Linked DNA regions of Mus musculus: all the other regions are linked to region 1. A link is a contact called in public HiChIP or PLAC-seq data. All regions are on one chromosome and are shown on one strand. Each heading gives the region's core, a stretch centred on a gene start, on an enhancer-like site or on the middle of the called end of the contact. The rest is flanking DNA. Distances are from core to core; before and after follow the strand shown.

Region 1 (4,846 bases), core at 1,573-4,072:
AGGATGGGGTACCCCCAGAATGCACCTGAGACCTGGGAGATGAGAGACTTCCTGGACTCATAGGGAGGGACCTTGGATGAAATGCCTGACAGTAGGGAGAGGGAACTTATAGAGCCTATCTCCAGCAGGAAGACAGAACATCAAGTGAGGGATGGGATTGCCATCCCACAGTCACATCTCTGACACATAATTGTTCCTGTCTGAAAGAATTACAGAGATGGAAATGGAGAGGAACCTGAGGAAAAGAAGGTCCAGCAACAGGCCCAAAGTGGCATCCAGCTCAAGAGGAGGTCCAAAGGCCTGACACTATTACTGAGGCTATGGAGCGCTCACAAAAGGAATCTGTCATGACTGCCCTCTGAAAGACCCAACAAGCAGCTTGAAAGAGTCAGATGCAGATATTTGCACCCAAGCAATGGCAGAAGCAGTTGACCCATGTTGTTGAATAAGGGAAGTCTAAAAGAAGGTGAGGAGAAGAGTAATCATGTAGGAGGACCAGCAGTCTCAATTAATCTGGACTCCCGAGATCTCTCAAACACTGGGTAGGATAGGGAGGAGGTGTGGGATGGGAGCAGTCAGAGGGTGGGTGGGGGATGCGGTGTCAGGGAATGGAATATGCACTGTAAAAAATAAATTAAAAATAAATTAATTTTTTAAAAATAGTTTTTACCAACTTCTGGTATCTTCTTTAATTCCTTCAGTTTATTGCAAACTCCAATACACCTTCTTAGGTCTGTATTGAGTGTTTTAACTGTGATATAACAAGGAGGAAACATTTCTTCGATTCATGCTTATTTGGTGTTCTGTGTAACTTTTGTACTATTTCCTTAAATGTGGAACAATTTTTACTATGGTTATGAGGAAAGTATTCTTTTACACCTTTGGGATGCAATTCAACTTCTTCTACTCCATAATTCATAACTTTGCTCTTTCCATGTTGTCCTAAGAACAACACACATTTCACACACTTCTTTATTAAACCAGTCACTGTCTTTGACCTAATATCTCAGTTCCTTACTATGTCTTCCATCCCTGTTACTTTCTCCTCATGACACATGTCGTAGTCAGGGTTTCTATTCCTGCACAAACATCATGACCAAGAAGCCAGTTGGGGAGGAAAGGGTTTATTCAGCTTACACGTCCACATTGCTGTTCATCACTGAAGGAAGTCAGGACTGGAACTCAAGCAGGTCAGGAAGCAGGAGCTGATGCAGAGGTCATGGAGGGATGTTACTTACTGGCTTGCTTCCCCTGGCTTGTTTCCCCTGGCTTGCTCAGCCTGCTTTCTTATAGAACCCAAGACTACCAGCCCAGGGATAGTCCCATCCACAAGGGGCCTTTCCCCCTTGATCACTAATTGAGAAAATGCATTACAGTTGGATCTCATGGAGGCATTTCCCCAACCAAAGCTCCTTTCTCTGTGATAATTCCAGCTGTGTCAAGTTGACACAAAACTAGCCAGTACAACACATTTAGTTGCAGAGGCCTTACACTGCATATTTATTTTTCTTAAGCTTTTCATTTTCAGCATCAATTCAGTTTGATTTTTCTTTCATATTTCCATTTCTTTATTTAATTCCACTTTCATATCTAACAATTAGCTTCCTATATCATTATTAAACTTTTATTCATGTCTACTTTCATTTCTTTAAGCGGGCCTTCATATCTTTGAACATGTCAAGAAGTGAGAATATATTCATAATCACTCTATGGAAGTTTATGTCTAAGTCACGTCCATTAAGAGTTGCTACTCCGGGGAGTGTAGTTTAAGGAAGAGACAGGTTTGGTTACTTTTTGTTTTAAAGGTATGATTGTTTGTATGTATGTCTGTGCACCACATGTGTGCAGTGCCTTCTGAGATCAGAAGACAGTGTTTGATCCCCTGAAATGAGAGTTACAGACAGTTATAGGTGCTGAGAATCAAAACCAGGTCCTCTGAAAGTGGGAGCAGTGCTAACCACTGAGCCATCTCTCCAATACAAGTTATTTTAGTTTGTATTTGTGTGTCTGTGTCTGAGTGTCTGTGTGTGTGTCTATGTGTGTCTGTGTGTGTGTCTCTGTGTATGTCTGTGTGTGACTCTGTGTGTGGTGTGTGTGTATCTGTCGATTCATGCCTATTTGGTGTTCTGTGTACATTTCACTATTTCCCTAAATGTGGAACTATTTTTACTATGGTTTTGTGGAAAATATTTTTTACACCTTTAGCATGCAATTCAACTTCTTTTACTCCATAATTCACAAATTTGCTCTTTCCATGTTGTCCTAAGTATATCACACATTTTACACACTTATATTAAACCAGTCACTGTCTTTGACCTAATATCTCAGTCCCTTACTATGTCTTCCATCCCTGTTACTTTTTTTGTTGTGTGTGTCTGTCTGTGTATGTGTGTCTGTGTGTGTCTCTGTATACGTGTGCCTGTGTGTGTCTCTGTGTGTGTGTGCCTGTGTGTCTCTGTGTGTGTGTGGTATGTGTGTCTGTCTGTGTGTCTGTGTGTGTCTCTGGGTGTGCTGTGTCTGTGTGTGTGTGTCTGTGTGTAATATGTGATTTTAAAGTGGAGCTCTCAGCTCAGGTGTCAAGGTCAGTTTCTCTTGAGTCAATTTTCTTGTTTCCTTGAGTATTTGCAATGTTCCAGAGGGTTATGGTACAGTTGAGGTGTCATTTCTCTCTGTGCTTGGACTACTAAGGTCTGTGTCTCTAGTCCTCCTCTGAGAGCAGGGTATCATCTTCAGCACCAGTCATGACCAGGAATCGGCTCATTTACTGCTGGATGGTTTGTGGTGTCTCCCGTGTTCCTTTTCTGGTTCCACAAACCCGTCTCAGTGCTTGGAGTTCCTCTGTGACTGACCACTTCTTCCTTTTCTGTCTGATGGTGAACACCTTTCTGGACCAGCTCTGGACCAGAATCTGATGTTATGCTCTGGGAAGGGGTCCTCTGGATCTAGTTTGCCTCTGGGTCTGACTTCAGATCCATTGAGGGCTCTATCTTTGGCTTGCTATCTGGAAATGTGTGTCTGCCTTTTGGAATCTGACATACTTGCACTGAGAGTGCAGAGTGGGTCTTGGGGTGCTCAGCTTAGCTGCGCTTGTCTCACTAAGGGGTCCATGCGAGGCAGGTGTAGAGACAATTGGTGCTGATTCATGACGTGAGTGGGGGAGTTAATGTAACTAGGTGATGGTGGGTCAGTGGGAGAGATACAGCAATCTCCAGATCACAGATGCTGACTTTATAGGGCCAGTGGGCAGGAGGCAATGGATGCAAACATGGAGACACTGAACTCAAAGACTATGGCTTATTCTTGTGATTCAAAATACAATTAACCCCTTGCCTAAAAATACTAGTTCATTCTTCATATTTGTCTCAGCTACATTGTCAATTCCTTTCAGAAATCTCCCTAACTTACCCTAGCCTGGAGTAGATGCCTCCACCCTGCATTTCTTCCTGCTGCAGCATATATCACCATTTACTGAAATTTCCTGTATAATTATCAATCCCTCTATAAAGAATATAAACTCCACAAAGGGAACTCATTACTTTATAGCTACTGATCAACATCCATGATATGTCTGGCACATAGTAGGCACTTAATAAATATTTGTTGGATAATTAATAATGAATATGCACTGCTGTTGTATAATGGAAAACACTAGTAAGTAGGTTAAGAAGTAACACATCTTAATCAGCTCACACTTCCTCCCTCCAGCTCCGGAAACACCACACTGAAGTGAAAGCAGCTACCACACCAGTTATTTTTCCTCAGAAGACTGGAGTCTGACTGGACATGGCCCAGCGCCATCTGTGGATCTGGTTCCTTTGCCTACAAACCTGTGAGTTCTGAACCTTGTTAGTATTGAAGTCCTACTATGTCATAACTTTTTAGAAAATACACATGGGAGGGCAGGGACGTGTCCCTTTGATCTCGTTTCAGCAGAATTTCCTGGGCTTTCTGTTCATATTACACTCAACCTACTGAACTAGAGTGAGACCTTAAGACCCAAGCAATGTGCTTCATCACATTAAACCAGTCTTCTTTCACTTTCTGTCCCCTTTCCTACCTATGCCTTCAACTCCTGGTCCCTCCTCTTCCTATTGTCCTATGGGTTGTTGCACTGTTTATTTGGGTTAAGTTTTTGGTTTCCAGCATCATTTCAGCTTGATTTTCCTTTTGTATTTCCATCTGTTTATTCTCTTGTCTTAACTGGTATGATCTGTGTATGCCTGGGACATAGTAGGCATTTAATAAATATTTGTTAGGTAGTTAATTAATTACTTAATTAATGCTCTCACTGGAGTCACATAATGGAAATCACTAGCAAGTAGGCTAAGAACCAATGGTTCATTTTTGTTTCTTTGCCCCTATTTGTTGAAAATAGAAGATTTTTCATACCATATGTCCTAGTTAGAGTTTCCCCTCCCTAAACTCCTCCCAGTCCCTCTCCACCTTCCCCCCTTCTACATCTACTCCCTTTCTGTCTCTCATTAGAAAAGAGCTGACTTCTAAACAACAAAAAAAATGTCAAAATAAAATATAATATGATGATTTTTTTTCTAGTTCCATCCATTTGCCTGAAAATTTCATTATGTCGATTTTTTAAAGAGCCAAGTAATACTCCATGGTTTAAGTGCACCACGGAGTCTTTACTCATTCTTCTGTGAAGAGAGATCTAGATTGTTCCTAGTTTGGGGCTATAATGAACAAAGCAGCAATGAATATGGTTAAGCAAGTGTGCCTGTAGTCATAGGACACATCTTTTGGGTATGTGCCCGAGTGGTATAGATGGGTCTTGGGGTATACTGATTCTTAACTTTCTGAGGAATGGCTATATCAATTTTCAGAGTGACTT
Region 2 (4,846 bases), core at 888-3,387, 210 kb before region 1:
CCCATTTAATTCAAGGGTGGGGTGGTGGTGATGGAGATGAGAGTGTGATGATAGTCCTAATTATTTACTATGTGAGTTAGTTCCCAGAGAAGAGGAGACGGCAAGTGTTGGAGTCAAAGCCCAGGCTCTCTTTGTCTGCCCATAACCCACCACAGATTCAAGCCACAGGCTCTGACAGAAATTAATCTTTTCCTGTGATCACTGTGGGAGGGTCTTCCTCTATTCTCCCATAGAGGGGCATTTTCCACCTTCCGAAACCACAGTTTTAGTAGGTGGGTTTCAGATTTCCCCTTCACCTCCTCTTAGCAGACGCCAGCTCTTTTGCTCTCACCACAAATCTATTTAAAATGTCTTCCATTCTGCTATACAGTGAACATTTTCTTAAATTGAAAAGCATTTGGAAAATGAACACACACACACACATACACACACACACACACACGTACACACACGTACACACACGTAAGAGACAAACTTGTACTCTCTCCAGCAACCAGTCTTAATAGTTTTGATGTATTTTCTTTCATTTGTTTCATACACATAGATTTATTTTAAATATACTTCATATTAACTGAAGGGCAGAGAAGAGAATTGGCTTCTCTCCCTCTTCCTCTCCTTTTTATTTATTTAGGAACAGTGTCTCATCTATCTCACCAGCCCACTCCCCCCCCCTCGGCTTGTTAACACAGGAGTCTTGAGTTTCTGACCTTTTTGCCAACACCTGTGGAGTGCAGCCATTACAGCCACACACGACGACACTCAGTTCACACCGTGCTTGGGCTGCTTGGGTTTCTTGCAAGGCATGTCTTTCAGTGCAGTGGTACTCATGGAGCGCATTCAGTTCTGCGTGTTACCTTTTCCACTTGTGATGCCATGACATTTTCTAGCTTTACACAAATGTATGACGTGTCCTTCCCTCCCTCCCTCCCTCCCTCCCTCCCTCCCTCTCTTCTTTCTTCCTTCCTTTCTTTCTTTCTTTTTTTTTAGACAGGGTTTCTCTGTGTAGTTCTGGCTGTCCTGGAACTCACTCTGTAGACCAGACTTGAACTCAGAAATCTGCCTGCCTCTGCCTCCCAAGTGCTGGGATTAAAGGTGTGTGCCACCACCACCTGGCTTTTTTTTTTTTTAAAGATAAGGTCTTATATAGTCTAGATGGACCTCAAATAATTCTAGATGGACCTAGATGGTCCTTCTGGCTAAGATTATAAGCAAGTTCTACCATAAATTAATTTTAATTTTCACAAAAAGTAAATGCATAAAACCAACAATTAATAATAATAATAATAATAATAATATTGACAGCGTCTTCCTATACAGTCCATGCTGACCTCAAATTTGTGGCTCGCCTTTCAGTGCTGGGATTATAGGCATAGATCCCCCACACCTGACTATAGAACCTGTGTTTAAAAAATTTAGCTTAATTACATTATTTTATGTGTATAGACATTTTATTGGTATGTATATGTATGTACCGTGTACATGCCTGGTGCCCATGGAAACCAAAGGAGGGCACCAGATGCCCTGGAACTGGAGTTACAGATGGTTGTGAGCCACCTCCTCAGTGCTGGGGATTAAGCCTGAGTCCTTTGGAAAACCAGCCAGTCCTTTTAACTGCTGAGCTGCCTCTCTGGCACTCTGCCCTGCATTCTTAAAGCCTGTGCTCTTAAAGCCTGCGCTCACGTAACCCTCATTTCCCACCTCACTTTTAGGCAGTCTCCAGAGTGTGTCTACTGCAAATAGCAACACAACACATGTTTTCTGTATGCGAATTCTGCAGTGCCTTTAAAATGATCAATACAGAGGACGTGGGTCATGGAGATAAAACTACAGACTAAACTACAGATAAAACTCACAACCACCTGGACCAATGTGAAGCCCTGGCTTCTTCCGGCCATACTGTAAATAGTTCTCTTCAGATGCTGCTCTGCGCCTTACCTCTCACCTTTGAGAGAATTTCAGGGAACCCTTCCTTAATACGTACTGATTTTATTTAAATAATATTTTATTTATTCATAAAAGTAAAGTAATAAACACAGTAATTAGCACACAGTGCTTAGTAGCATTCACAACTGTGCCTTGGACAGATGCCTAGGCAGCTCTGGGCAAAGCCTAGCTCAGCTCTTTGTGGTTATGACAGAGTTGCCACGTGTTGGGGAATACATCCTATTTTTAGCTTTCACTTCCCCTCCCATCAGCTCAAGACAGCATCTTGGCTTCTTCTCTTTTAAACATAGATTTGTCTCCTTGATTTCATATCCCTCAACCCTGGAACCTTAGTTCCCTTTCAGCATTCTCATGAAGACATGTAGTTCTTGTTCTGGGAGCACATCAAATACACACACACACACACACACACACACACACACACACACACACACACACACACACACCCTTACTCTACCTGTTCCCATGTCTCTTCCATGACACTAGAAAAAGAAAATAAGATTTTTTGGGGGAGGATATATGTCTGTTTTACCTAGAAGACTAACCTAGTAGAGGTTCTCAATAAAGACTCATTGGGAACAAACAAACAAACAAACAAACACAACTGTAAAGGTTTTCAAGCCATCAAACCCCAGACTCTATCTGTGATGCTAGGTCTTAGACTAGATCAAAAATTTGTATGCAGGCTATTTCTCTATTTTTAAAGATGGACTCCTCTGTAGGCTCAGGGCGTACACGGTTCCCTTGGAGCATGTAGGTATAGTTGAAGTCCAGATGAGGGGTCCTTGTCCTCCATCATCTGCTTTAAAGGACCTCAAATGGTACCAGACAAACATAGGTGTATGTTTGGATTTTCTGTCCTTGTGCATTTTGGCCATTGGTACCTACATACCCTTCTGGGACTCCGTAGTTAGTATTTCTGTGGCGCCCTATAAAGTGGTTCATGAGATATCAAGCAAGAGTGAGTGTATTGCAACAATCCATGAAAGTGTAACACAGCACCTGGCTCATAGCTGCTGGTTCCATTAATAAATTAATAGACTTATTTGGAGCAATTTCAGGCATCTCCCAGTCATTTTCTCTGGGCTAACTGACAGATTCAGTCACACTGGCAGAAAGGAATACAGATTCTGGGTTTGAGGAGAGTTCTCAGCAATTGGACGATGAACCTCAGAGTCCAAAGAGGCTGAGAATAGCTTATTCTGGAAGGAAGTGGTATCAGCTACCACACTGCCAAAATCCTGGCAGGAGCAACTTACAGGGGAAGGGCCTGCTTTCGATTTTGAGTTCTAGAGGTTATAATCCATTGTCATCAGAGGCATGGCGGCTTTAGGGGCTTGGCCTGTGTTGGAGGGAGTTTGCAATGTCTGCTTCTTCATAACATGGTGGACAGGATTCTGCCTGAGGTGGAGCAGAAGGCTTGCCCAGAGCCAGGAGTGACTGTCACTTTCTAGGCCTGCCTCCTGGAGACTCACCGTCTGCAGACAGACTCTATCTTCTATAGGGTCTACAGCACCCTTAAATAACACCAAGTGTTGAACCACACAAGCCCGCAACCTTGAATCTTTTCGACTCAATCCATAACACTCCCGTCTTGGCTCACAGGTCTTGGCTCAATATGCCTACGGTCATCACACAATGCAAAACACATTCCATCTAACTTCAAGAGTCCCTAGCCATAACAGTTCAATGTCCAATGTCTTTTATGAGATGTAAGGCAAAGTCCTAGTTGTGAGCTCTTAAAAAATAGAAAACTCACATACTTTCAATGCACAATGGCAGAGGAAACATTCACATTCCAAAAGGGAGGGATGGGGCGTGGCAAAGAAAGAGCCAAAGATAGGAGAAAACTCAGCAGAGAGGTATAAGCCTTGAAGCTCCGTATCTGGCATCTTGGGTACATGGTATCATCATGTATGTTCCAATGGGTTTGAGGAGGCCTGTTTCCATGACCTTCCAACCAAAACCACACGTGGCCTCTTTCTCGGGTGTTTTCAGTGCCTGAAAATTTTCTTAGTAGATGCTTTATGTTCTGGGCAGCTCCAGCATCCTTTATGTTTTAGGCAGCTCCAGCATCCTGGAGTCTAAACTGCAAGTTAGGCTTTGCCTTCATAGTTTTATGCAGGCTTACAAGGCAGGTCCATTCAGAAAGCCCAACCTCGATACACGTTGCCTGGTTTTCCTCCCCTGGAACCTTAGTGCAAGCTTCAGTGGCTCCCCAGAGTTTACATTCTGCACGTGTGGACATTGCTGAGTTCTGCTGTCACTCCAGGATGGAGCCATACCTGCTTGGGTCAGGGCTCCAGCAGCCTCTGAGAACCGTGAGAACCCAGAGAAACACTTCCACAGTCTGATGTGCGATGTGGGACACTCTGTGTTCAGGCATTCTTTCTTTTAAATGAAAGCTTTTTTGAATAGGGTTTTTGAAAGACAGGGTTTAGCTCTCAGTGTCCCCTTTCTCTTGTCCTAGGGCACAGTCTGGGCTCATCCCTTTAACCATTACAGTCGAAGCTGAAAAACCCATTTGAAAACCCTTCATGCTGTCTATCAACCTGCATGCTTTTCCCATCTTCCTGTTCCTTTTCTTTGTTTTGAGTTCTGCTGAGGTTTGGTCTGTTGCTATGTATTGTAATACTTGTCACTGGTCCCCAAGGTCTGGTTGCCCTCTGGGACTAGAGAATCCTCACCTACACAAAGTGATACCATGTTTCCCTGCTCCTTAATTTAAAACTACTGGGTGAATAAAGATGTCGGCAGCCTATAGCAGGGCAGAAGAGAGGGAGGTGAGGTTTTGGTTCCCAGGCTTGGGATCTGAGGCAGGAGGTTCATGAGGAGAGACGGTGGAGAGAGAAGACACCATTGTGTTGGGGAATCATGAAAATATGGCCATAAGGGCTGGGCC
Region 3 (4,846 bases), core at 1,422-3,921, 160 kb after region 1:
ATCTTTGAGCCACTTTTTCAGTCCAGTGACTTCATGATCACTTCTTAGCAACTCTTGCACAGTTTTATCAAGGAACGGAAAGGGAGAAGGTCTCTTTGACCAAAAAGGGTGGGGTTTCTTTGTTTGTTTTGTTCTTTAACACCTGTGCACATTCGTGTGTGTGTGTGTGAGTGTAAGTGTGCCCATACCAGAGAGCACAAATGCCATGACACACACGTGGTCAGAGAACAGTTCCAAGCATCCATCTTCACCTGCTAGCTTGATCTGCCATCTTGCTTACCTTGGTTAAGGCAGTCTCTTGTTTTTGTTTTTGTTTTTGTTTTTGTTTGGGGAACAGGGTTGTTTTGGTTTGGTTTTGGGGGTTTTGTTGTTGTTGTTGTTGTTGTTGAGACAGGGTTTCTCTGTGTAGGCCTGGCTGTCCTGGAACTTGCTTTGTAGACAAGGCTGACCTTACACTCACAGAGATCCACCTGCCTCTGCCTCCCAGGTTGTGGGATTAAAGGTGTGCACCACTATGACCCTGCAGCAGGCTCTCTTCCTGTTTTCCCACTGTGTATCTATAAACAGGCTAGCTGGTCCTGGAGCTCTTGGAGATCCTCCCTTCCTCTATAAATACAGATATCAGAGTGTGTCAAAGCATCTTATCTGGAATTCTCTAAACATAGTAGAAGCCTTAAATATCCTTTGTTCTATCGGAAGTGTTGACAAGAAGTTTCTGGCAGAAGATAACTCATACAGTATGCAAGCTGCTGCTTTAATTTCTTGCCATTTTCTTAAGATTTATTTTTAACTTAAAAGTGTGTGTGTGTGTGTGTGTGTGTGTGTGTGTGTGCTTGGATATGTGCGTGTGAGTGAGAACAGTGCCTATGGAAGCTAGAGGAAAATGTCAGATTCCCCTGTATCGGAGTTACAGGTGGTTGTGAGCTACTACACGTAGCTCAGATCCTCTGTAGGAGCAGGGAGTTTTCTTGATGAAGTATCAGCCTCATGGCTCTTGTTTGAATCATTATACCAAGAAGTCCACTGCTCTTCCATAAGTTCCACATGTAAGACCATCCCAGAATATATTATTTAAGTATCACAGAAATCATAATTTGATGTATATATGCAATTGTAGAACATGAGCAACAGTGACTTTACAGAAATATTATAACCATGAAGCTTACTTAGAATCAGTTTTGTTTATTTGTTGAGGCAGGGTCTTACTAAATAGACCAGGCTGGCCTGGAAGACAGGAGTGATCCTCCTGCCTCAACCTCTACAGCACTGAGATTACAGGTGTGCACCACCACACTCAGCAAACAATTTTGATCTTTTGCATCAAGTATTCTTTTTTTTTCGTTCTTTCTTTTTAAAATAGGGTAATGCTGAGTACTGAACGTGCAAAGAGCACCCACAACAAGTCAGACACAAGGAATTCCCCAAGAGGAACCTTCTTTTGTTTTTGTTTTTGTTTTTCAAGACAAAGTTTCATTCTGTGGCCCTGGCTGCCCTGGAACTCACTCTGTAGACAAGGCTGGCCTTGAACTCACAGAGCTCCAACTGCCTCTGCCTTTGCCTTCCAAGTGCTGGGTTTAAAAGCATGCACCGTCACTGTCCAATTTAAGTATTTTTTTCTTATTAAGGCATGTTTTGACCCCTTAAACTTCATGGGTACACAAGCTTTCTCTTAGGGCCTTGCTACTCCAGGTAGCCTGAGACCATCAGCTACATCTTCTAGCGCTGTGAACTGAATTATGTTCTCAGAATTTAGATGCTGAAGTCTCACCTAATTCCACCTAATTATTTGAGAAGAAATTAGGGTAATAAAGGGGTGTGAGAGAGAAGTCTCACTGTGAAATCATTTACCTGGTTAGAGATCAGAAACCTGGTATCTCTCTCCCTCTCCACCCCCAACGTGATGCCATCATAAGAGGAATGCTACCCCCAACCCAAGATTTTTCTCCAGATCCCAGCCACATAAACCTCAGATTTTAGCTCCTAGAACCATAAAATAATGAAATTCTGTTAAGTCATCCAATCTGTGGTACTTTGTCATGGCAGCCCAAGCTACTAAGGCACCAGACCCTCAAGATGTACACTCTTAGTCTGACAGTGGTGACATACTCCTTTAATCCCAGAGGCAGAGACAAGTGGATCACTGAGTTCGAGGCCAGCCTGGTCTACAGAGCAAGTTCCAAGACAGCTAAGGCTACACAGAGAAACCCAGGGCCTGTGCCAGACCTGCTGGATGAGACTCTGCATTTCTAGCAGGTGCTTGAATGATCTGCACACTTGTCATAGGCACAGTGACAGCTGAGCCAGCTCTACTTGCGGGGAGCTGTTTCAAGATAGAATAAACCACCTGAACTTTTCAATCTAAGAAAGAAAGACCCCTGGTGTCCAGTTGTTTAATATGCCCCAAATCAAGAGGCCTCAGATCTCATAGCAGCCCTGGCAAACAAAATCTGCAGGGTAAGTTGTATCTGCTTTCTCTCCAGTTCCACCCCATTGTTATGGGGGAAGGGACTGTGTTAGGAGATAAGCACAGAGCCAGAAGATAACAACCCCTCAAATGGAGTTAATCTAGACTGTAAAAACTCTAACCTAAAATTACATGCTAGGGTATCAGTGGGAACCAACATTAAGAGGAACGTGTAAGGAACAAACCCACCCTAACCGGTCTCCCCCACAGTGAAGGTCATGCAAATGTTTGGCATCTGTGGTAGCACAGGAGGCCCTCCCCTTCCTCTCAGATGTTTTGCATCACATTTCCACTTTTTTTTTTAAACTGAAATCTTAACAACTATACTAGTGCTTTTATTGTTCGATCTATGTTTAAAACTACATATGGCTGTACATGGTGTTTTACTTAGGGTTTTGTTTGTTTTACATATACAGACTTCATTTTTCTAAGTGTTGTGGTTTCTCAGGAAAGTGGAGTCTAATGCCCAGAGATTTTCCTCACGTTCCCCGTCCCCCCACCTACGCAGCCTCCCCCATGATCAGCATCCTGCATGGAGTGGAACATTGGTCACAACTGGCAAACCTACAATGACTCACAGCGTCAGAGTCCATAGCTGGCATTGCAGTTCAGTCTTGGTAAGCTACATTGCGGAGTTGAACAAATTACGATAATATCCACCACTATAGTAACGTACATAGACGTGCTGCCCTAAAAGCCTACCTTTCCAGTTTAAAGCACATATTTGTCCTGGCTAAGCCACAAATAGCACAGGCTAGTTGTGTCCTAAAGTGAGAACAAATAAACTATTAACTAGATTCAATTTGTTTTCTCAACCACAGATTCTCTTACAGGATACCGGTGTACAGGTAGCCTTTTGAGCGGTGGCTTCAAAATGGTTCACATTCTCACTGCTTGCTTCAGTCTGTCCCCTGGACCTCCTCTGGGGGACATTATAATAACTTAGGTGTCAACAGTAGGAGACAAAATAGCCACAATAGTATTTCTCATTTGTGCTAGCAAAAGCCCTGGGAGCTCCTAGGGAATAGAAGCCATGGTTTATATATCTCTGCATCCCAATGTCTAGCATAAAGAAACATCTTCCTGAAACTTACTGAGGTAAGAGAAACCTATGCCTTGCCCATGTTTCCTAAACCATCTAAGCCAGTACCTTTTCCCACTATTCCACCGATTCCATGTGTGACATTTGCTGTTCCAAGCTGCATATCTCTCTCTCTCTCTCTCTCTCTCTCTCTCTCTCTCTCTCTCTCTCTCTTTCTCTCCCTCCCTCCCTCCTTCCCTCCCTCCCTCCTTCTCTTTCCCTTCCCTCCCTCTCCCCCTCTTCCCTGCCTTTCTCTCCCTCCCTCCCTCCCTCCCTCCCTCCCTCCCTCCCTCCCTCCCTCTCTCCTTCCTACTACTTTACCATGCACTGACGCAATAGTTTTCCAAAAGCTGACTTTCTCCCATGCAACTTTCCCAGCAACTGGAAGAGCCTTCCCATCACTTGCTTAGACTAATAAAGAAAATCAGGAGCTATCTTATGTAGTTGACTTTCAGTTCTGTAGATTGAATTGTTCCTCTCCCCACCCCACAAAAAAAAAAATAAGCTAATAACAAATCACTGAGTGTAACATCGTGTCACCTCACCAAGAACCACAGCCTGCTATTTTTTTTTCAGCAACATTACAAAGCCAAAGGCTAGACAATCCCATTGGAGCAGCTATGTCATGACCTTGACAATGCACTAAGCTGAGTCCCTGCCTTCTTCGGTGATAGCTGAAGTGCTTCCAGACTGTAGCTTCTGTAGCTAACGGTTACAAACACCCTTTGTTACCTGACACATGACTGAGAACACGACTGTCCCTTCTAGCAAACCCCAAAAGAAAATATGGTCTTGTTGACAAGCATTGAGATCCAGTCAAAGGGCGATTTGTTCCTAGACTGGCTTTTGGTTTGGGTTTGGGATTTTTTTTCAAGACAGGGTTTCTCTGCGTAGCCCTGGCTGTCCTCACTCTATAGACAAAGCTGGCTTCAATCTCACAGATTCATCTGCCTCCTCGGCCTTCAGGGTGCTGGAATTAAAGGCGTCCCCCACCATGCCCAGCCTGGACCACCTTTTAGAGGAAGAGGTTCAAGATGTTAAATAGACTGCTCCACAGTCCACAAGGGTCAATTCAGTGAGAGCAGCATCATAGCCACTATCTTTACCAGCCAAAGTAAAGTACTTTTAGTACCAGGCTGGGAATATCAAGGCACTGAACCAAAACTTAGTATACTAAGAGGCATTTGTTCTATATTTCAATCATTCAAAGGTTTGACGTAGAGATTCAGCCATAGTAAGTCGAAATCTGACCGCGAGGTGAACTGAGAACAACAAATAGAAGTGATCTTCCACAGGCTTAA

What was found. HiChIP or PLAC-seq counts read pairs in DNA pulled down with a chosen protein or histone mark.
Region 2: a BATF HiChIP or PLAC-seq map of CD8 T cells shows a contact between it and region 1, with 5 read pairs. The contact joins the enhancer-like site here to the promoter of Cd84 in region 1. A contact is called at or near these places in 1 of 39 promoter capture datasets (erythroid cells), 3 of 115 datasets of contacts at active chromatin or transcription factors (CD8 T cells, bone marrow-derived macrophages and microglia) and 2 of 9 other capture datasets (adipose tissue and liver).
Region 3: a contact with region 1 is called in an H3K4me3 HiChIP or PLAC-seq map of pro-B cells, with 4 times the contacts expected there. The contact joins the enhancer-like site here to the promoter of Cd84 in region 1. A contact is called at or near these places in 12 of 39 promoter capture datasets (the C10 cell line, the HPC-7 cell line, cranial neural crest and 7 more), 1 of 15 datasets of contacts at CTCF or cohesin (CD8 T cells), 6 of 484 Hi-C or Micro-C datasets (the AML12 cell line, the HPC-7 cell line, bone marrow-derived macrophages and 3 more), 23 of 115 datasets of contacts at active chromatin or transcription factors (the 230-238 cell line, CD4 T cells, CD8 T cells and 16 more) and 5 of 9 other capture datasets (adipose tissue, embryonic stem cells, liver and 2 more).

What each region holds. Positions count from the first base shown.
Region 1 is chr1:171,836,875-171,841,720 of GRCm38.p6, forward strand. Cd84 (CD84 antigen) reads left to right here and starts at 2,823. Exons shown (of 9, transcript NM_013489.3): 1 at 2,823-2,924; 2 at 3,706-3,829. The coding sequence starts at 3,784.
Region 2 is chr1:171,629,509-171,634,354 of GRCm38.p6, forward strand. It overlaps Slamf7 (SLAM family member 7), which reads right to left. Exons shown (of 8, transcript NM_144539.5): 8 at 2,895-4,846. Among named protein-coding and RNA genes, the nearest start is that of Mir7683, 10 kb to the right of the region's middle. Within about 2 kb of position 2,138, at least 83 of the 459 cell types and tissues checked have an H3K27ac peak or open chromatin away from gene starts, as enhancers often do. A contact at or near this core is called in CD8 T cells, adipose tissue, bone marrow-derived macrophages and 1 more, where this site is marked.
Region 3 is chr1:171,992,515-171,997,360 of GRCm38.p6, forward strand. No RefSeq gene overlaps it. Among named protein-coding and RNA genes, the nearest start is that of Vangl2, 32 kb to the right of the region's middle. Within about 2 kb of position 2,672, at least 31 of the 459 cell types and tissues checked have an H3K27ac peak or open chromatin away from gene starts, as enhancers often do. A contact at or near this core is called in CD8 T cells, heart atrium, pro-B cells and 1 more, where this site is marked.